Regions from separate parts of the Sus scrofa genome. Here region 1 is linked to region 2. Evidence: chromatin contacts called from public promoter capture Hi-C data. All regions are on one chromosome and are shown on one strand. The core of a region is the stretch at or near the end of the contact, and the rest is flanking DNA. Distances in the headings are between cores, read along the strand shown.

Evidence for each region. Promoter capture Hi-C pulls out the DNA fragments that hold promoters and counts their contacts.
Region 1: a contact with region 2 is called in a promoter capture Hi-C map of liver, with 3 times the contacts expected there. The contact joins the promoter of HUWE1 here to the promoter of KDM5C in region 2. A contact is called at or near these places in 2 of 5 promoter capture datasets (fetal liver and liver) and 1 of 47 Hi-C or Micro-C datasets (heart right ventricle).

Annotation. Positions count from the first base shown.
Region 1 is chrX:46,442,617-46,446,084 of Sscrofa11.1, reverse strand. It overlaps HUWE1 (E3 ubiquitin-protein ligase HUWE1), which reads left to right and starts at 1,770. Exons shown (of 85, transcript XM_013986152.2): 1 at 1,770-1,888; 2 at 2,089-2,188.
Region 2 is chrX:46,001,961-46,005,250 of Sscrofa11.1, reverse strand. It overlaps KDM5C (lysine demethylase 5C), which reads left to right and starts at 2,036. Exons shown (of 25, transcript NM_001097433.1): 1 at 2,036-2,707. The coding sequence starts at 2,558.

The DNA.
Region 1 (3,468 bases), core at 521-3,020, 440 kb before region 2:
GTGCGTGAGGGTATTGGTTGAACTAGGACTGTAAAAGGAGTGGAATTGGCAAGAGAAATAAAGGCTACTGCAGACTGAAATTAAAACTAGGATTGTAGGGTATGTGGGATTTTAGAACTAGGAGTTGGGGAACTAGACTTTCCGAGGCCTAGGAATCGACAGAAAAATTTAAAGGTTAGGCGTTAGCTAGAATTAATGCAGATGCTGTGAGAGATTGGAATTAAAATCAAAGTCCTTGTTGGACCTACTACATAGCACAGGGAAATCACCCAATACTCTGAGATGGCCTATATGGGAAAAGAATCTAAAAAAGAATGGATACATGTATATGTATAACTGATTCACTTTGTTGTACACCTGAAGTTAATCTAACATTGTAAGTTAACTATACTCCAATAAAATAAAAAAACAAAGTGTGCATTAAATTAAAAGGTTTTTTGAAAACTATAATAGCGATATTGGTGAAGGTATAGGAATATCTGAATACACTGGAATTCTAATATATTTCTGGTGGGACTGTTTATTGTTAACTGTTCTAGAGAGCCTATTCTATGTTTGGGGGGAGTGACCTTTTGACCCTAGCTACTTTATTTCTACAAATTTCTCCTTGAGAAGTCTCAGAAATATGCAAATATTTAGTTACATCAAATTTCATGTATTTCTTATAATTAAAAAAGACCTGGAGTTCTCTTGTGGCACAGGGGGTTAAGGATGTGGCATTGTCACTGCAGCAGCTTTGGGTTGTTGCTGTGGGGTGGGTTTGATCCCTGGTCCAGGAATTCCTACATGCCACCAGCTGCTTGGCAAAAAAAAAAAAAAAAACCAAAAAACCTGGCATTGAGGATTGCTTAAATAAATAATTAACATTATAATAGAATAACATTCACCCATTAAAAATAGCTTGTAAGAATATTTAATGGTCCGAGCTATCTCAAAGGGGCCTCCATAAAGCTGAGATTATACACAAAATTTTGTGTAAATATATTTGGCAGGCAGTAGATCCATTCATCAGATTCTCAATTTGGTGCATGAACCACTGCTCTGAAAGTGTTGGAATTAGAACCGGAGGGTACAATTAAAATTTTTATTTCCTCTATGTGTCAGTAGTACATCAGATAGTGATTTTGTCTGTATACTTTAAAATACTGAGTTAATACATACTTTTTGTTAAAACTTCAAGCCTTACCAAAGTATCTAGTTTTGACTCAAAGCTCCCTTCCCTTCTCACCCTCCAATTTCATTTTGCACCCCAGATGAAGCATGGTTAATGGGGTAACTCCTAACAGATTTTTATTCCTACGCGTTCACAAATGCAGATCCTCTATAAGCTCTTTGCCAATTGCACTGTCACCCCAAAAAATACCAAGAAGAAAAAGAGAGACTTCTTACTGAGGGTTCAGTACGTGCCTGAAGTAAGCGTTGTAAGGGTTTGCCCCTGTAAACTCACTGTGGTAGGCGCCCCCGACGTCTCCTGCCCTCCACACTGTGTCCCCACTCGCCCTCTTGACCCCCATTCTTCACTAGGCAGCTGGAGATTAATTTTTAAATGTAAATCAAATCAAATCATATCACCCTTCAGCGGTTTCCACCATGCCTCGAATCAAATCCCAATTCCTTAGCGACACTACTATCCTCTTTGGCTGCGTTTACTGAGCCTGGAGTAGCTCAGGCGCGGTCCCCTGCAGGGAACCCGGCTTCACCGCGGAGGGAGCGCCCTCCCAAGTGGCAGAGGCGGGGCTACTCGAGCGGGGGGCGGAGCCTCAGGCCGAGTGTGAGGAGAGCCAGCGGGGGGAGGTTTTCGGCGGAGGGCGAGCGAGGGGAGCAGGTCTAAAGCAGGGCCGCGGACTCGGCACGCTCCTGCGGGCCCCGCGGAGCTACTGCCGCCGAGGTGAGCGTCTTCCTCCGGGCTGAGGGGCGGGCTCTGTTCGCGCGGCCGTCCTCGGCTCCTCGCAGGGGGTTGTTCCCACGGGACCCTGCGCGGAGACGCGGAGGTGGCGGCCTTGGGGAGCCTGCGGGAGAGGCTGGTGAAGGGGCCCGGCGGCCTGCCTCAGCCCTCCCTCAAACCCCGCCTTCTCTCCCCTCCCCCAGGCCTCGGCCGGCGCCAGTGGAAGGCTCGCCGCATCTTCGGGGGCAGCCCGGGCAGCGGCTGGCAGCGCGGCGAGAGAGCGGCGGACAGTGGGGATGCGAGGTACCGGCATTAGTCTTGGCCAAGTGGCCCTAGAGAGGGAGTAAAGGCCGGGCCTTCTGCGTTTCTCTCAGGGGTTAAAGGAAGGCGGCCTCAGAGAAGGGGGAAGGTGAGGGGCTGGCAAGCAGGCTTCGCGGGTAACTACTAGGCGTCGTATATGTATGTTTTGGTATATAAATGGTACTACACACACACGCACACATTCATTTCGGCTAACAGCTTTTTAAAAACTTAATACGTCTTGTAGATTTTCCTATATCAGGGAATCTAAATTTATCTCATTTATAAACAGCTGCATTGTATGATTGTACTACAGTTTATTTAATCATTTCCCCATTGATGTACATTGGCTTGTTTCCCTTTTGGGGGAGGGAGGGGGCTATTACAAGCAATGCTATAATAAATGGGATTGTATATATACATATATATGTATATATATCTATATATCATGCACATGTGTATTTCTGTGGGAGAAATTCTTAGAAGAGTAATCGCTGGGTCAAAGTGTATATGCACTTTGAATTTTGATAGATTTGTCCAAATTGCCTTCCCCAAAGGCTATACTAATTACACTCTTCAATGTTGTGCGAGCGTGCCCATTTTTCCACAGTTGTGCCAACACGAATTATCAATTTTTGTAATTTTGTCTAAAGGGCAAAAATGGTATGTCATTGTTTTCATTTGCATTTACCTGATTACTAGCGAAGTTGAAATTATTTTTTATTTGTCCGATTGCAAAAGTAAACAGGCAAATATCAATAGTCTTCCTATCTATAAGCAATAAGCATTTTGGAAATTTAATACCAAAAAAAAAACCCTATTCTCAATAGCAAGAAAAACGAATAAAAATACCTAGAAGTAAACCCACAAAACTTTATTGAGGAATATAATGAAAGAACGTTTGCATACATGGTGAAGGAATACCATGCTTCTGGATAAGAAGGCTTAATTTTGTAGTGGTGTCCATTTTTCCTATGTTGATTTACACAATTCATGCAATTTCAATAAATATACCAAGTGTTTGGAACTTAATATGATTCTAAAGTTCATCCAGAAAAAAGATGGCAAAGAATAAACGAGAAAATATTTTAAAGATAAGTAAAGATGGGGGTATTTGTACTACCAGCTATTAAAGTGTACTCTAAAGGAACAATATATAAATTAGAATAGACAGAACAATGCATTAGAATAGGAAAGCCCACAAATCGAGCCAGATTGGAATCCTGGATTTATTGGAGAAATATTGTTGGCTAGAGGTGGAAAAACTGCCATATTAAAAGCTT
Region 2 (3,290 bases), core at 787-3,286:
TCACCTTCTCCTGCCTAGTTCTGTTACTGGTGGGAGCAAATGGTAGGAAGAGCATTTAACCAAGAGTCAGCAACTTCCCATGTAACAGTGGGCAAGTCGTTTAATCTGTCTGGAACTTGATTTCTCATCTATGGAATGGGTAAATTGACCTACATCTTTCCCAAGGCAAGTATTAAGGGAAATAATTGGTATGAAAGAGATATGTGGGCTGTTAGATGCTTACACACTTGAGAGGGTAGTGTTACTGTTATTAGCATCACCTCATCTAGCTTTATTTCCCATCCAGACAGTTGTTCAATTGGGTCATTCATCTGTGTTTCTGGTGGAGAGGGGCTGAGGTTTCCCTGACACCTAGAAGACTAGATAGGAGATGTCACTTCCTATTTGTATTATTTGGGACAAGCTTCCTCATAAGCCAAGTAGGGATAAAGACTCCAAACATTCAAGACAATCTAAGGATTCAGGTGATTAAAAAAAAAAATCTGAAATCATGGGGCACAATGCCTAGCACAAAGGAGATTCTTAATGAGTTTTGACATATTGTTTGTCAACTCTCAGAAATAAAAATAACAGTTTACAGATACTGAGGGCCTTCTCAATGCCAGGTTCTGTATGACAATCCCACAAGGTAGGTGTTATCAGCCCCATACAACATCATTCGGTTTCAGAAGTTGGGACTTACCAAGGTCACATAACTAAAAATGGCAGAGCTGGTGGGACCCCAGGATGTGAGCTCCTACCAATGTTCCCTGCTCCTTCGGAGAGGATACCCTTACCTCAGTCCTGAGTTGGCAATATGATATATACCTAACTGATTAGGAACAGTTAACTAAATGAAGAAATGACTCTCTCCACCTTCTTCAAACATATTCAAGCTTACAGCAGAAGCTTAAATATACATGGGAAATGTTTGAAAAGAATATATAGTATTTTCAATATATACCAAGGCTGCTCAAAAATATATTCATTTTTCTTTTGTTTACTCAACATTAACTTTCTGCTTGCCATGTCAAGTGCTAAGGATGTATAAGGGCACATATTCCCTGCCTTTAAGGAATTCAGTCAGATGGGGAACACAAAATAAGCACTTAATCAGCATGTACACAAGCACTCTAATATGTGCACAGTAGGTGTTCGAGCTGTACACTGTAGGCCCACAACTGATGAATAACTTGATGACCCTCAAATGCAGTAGATGCCTGATGTATGAGCTAAGTACTGGTTTGATACTCAAAGTAGTTAATAATAAACCTACTCAGAAACCGCTCACAAACATGTACACATAGTAGGTACTCAAATTCATGACAGGAACTGTATACAACAAATAAAACCCCCTTGCCAAATATTTGCTAAGTACACTGTAGGCTCCCAAATGGGCAAACACTAAGTGCTTCCCACGGTGGGCACTGGTAGGTGATAAATATACTGTTGCTAAAATTCGATAGTTAAAATATATATAATACTCTCAGACTATTTTGTAGGGGGATATGTCATAAATACGGACACAATAAAAGCGCATACAGAACAGTTGAAAGTGTTCATTAAAATGCTGACAATGACTCTGGGGTTGAGAAATGGAAGCCCCATCTCTGAGAGCCCCATCTACACGCAAACTCGGACAAAATAAATATTTCCTTCCTCTCTTCGGGACCCAGGATTCTAAAAATCCGCAATCCCTGGGAAGGGAGCAGCCTCCCGGCTTTCTTGTTTCAAAGCCCTAGAGCTATCAGCTCCTAAAGCTGGGAGCTCTGTACATTTTTCCCACCCTGCCGACCGGCAGAAAAGGGCCTCTTGCAATCAGGTGCCCGAAGCCGCCCACTGTGGCTCACACCGGAAAGACCCGGGAGAAGGAGAACATGTTGGGGCGGGGCTCGCTCCAGGGCTGAGGTCATCGAGGAGGTGCCAGTTTGGGTCCACCACCCACCAACGCCAGCTCCTCTTCCGGTTTGCTTTTATAACGCGCATGCGCACCACTGGCCTTTAAACGTGCACCGCCGGTCCATCCGGAAAGAGGATCCGGCAGTTATTTACAACTTTGCTCCTCCGCCGCTGAGGCGGACTATTTTCTTTCAGTCTGGGAGTCACTTTTGAGTTCCCGCTTCCTGATAGGGAACCCACGCCTGCCTATTCAGCTCAGTCCCCAGGAGATAAAGGCTTCCTAGGGCTCGGTCTCACGCAAGATAGACGAGGCTCGGAGGGCCATCCCGCGGAGGGATTCGGTTTGTTGTGGTGAGGGGAGGGGGGAGACGCTGACAAACCAAGATGGCGGCGGCGGCGATGAAGGCCCCGGCGGTTGGGAGGTAACTGTGGTGGCGAAGGCAGCGGTAGTTGGGAGGCAGCGGTACAGTTTGGAAGGAACGGAGCAAGACGAAGAGGCAATAGCCGTAGCGTCAGCCTGAGCCTCTGAGAGCGTGGCAGCTACACGCCCCCTGGGCCCTCGGCGGGCGGCGGCCGCCCCGCTTAGGGCCTAGTCTCCGAGCAGTGCCTCGGCTTCATACAGCGGTGTCCGCCATGAGCCCTTAAGGGCGGTCCGAGCCTTCCAGTCCTAAGACCCACCATGGAGCCGGGGTCAGACGACTTCCTACCGCCGCCGGAGTGCCCAGTGTTCGAGCCTAGCTGGGCGGAGTTCCGAGACCCTCTCGGCTACATCGCGAAAATCAGGCCCATCGCCGAGAAGTCGGGCATTTGCAAGATCCGCCCACCCGCGGTAAGGCCCTGGGCTGGTGGTTGCGGGCGGACAGGCCGGGGATGAAGAACTAGGATAGCGGGCGGAGAAGTTTTGGGGCGGAGGGCAGCTTGAAGTGTGAGGAGATAGGGTGGCCGGGACCGTTGTGGATGCGACGCAGGTGGGAGAAAGGGTACTGGGGCCAGGGGTCCTTTCGTGAGCTGAGGGCCCCTAGTCAGAGACCCACACCCCCACTCCCACCTCGCCCTTCAGAATCAGTGAGATTCAAGACAGGGATGCTTAGTGGCCCGGGGAGAGTTCACGGAGAGGCTCCCCGCACATCTCTTGGTTATCCCAAACTGCCTAGGTCAAGGCTGCACTAAATAAGGCTTTTTTCCTATTTACTGGTATCACTTCTCTTAAGGCAGGCAGCGTGGTGTAGTGGGAAGATCACAGCTCTGAGTTCAAAACTCCATTCTGCGGCTTACCAGCTGTGTGACCTTGGACAAGTAACGTAATCTCTCAGAGCCTGTGAAATAGGTCCCGTGAATGCTTATTTCGAGAATTGGATGAAACTAGGTAGCGTCTGTGTGTAATAGGTACTAGATAAGTGGTAATTATTGTG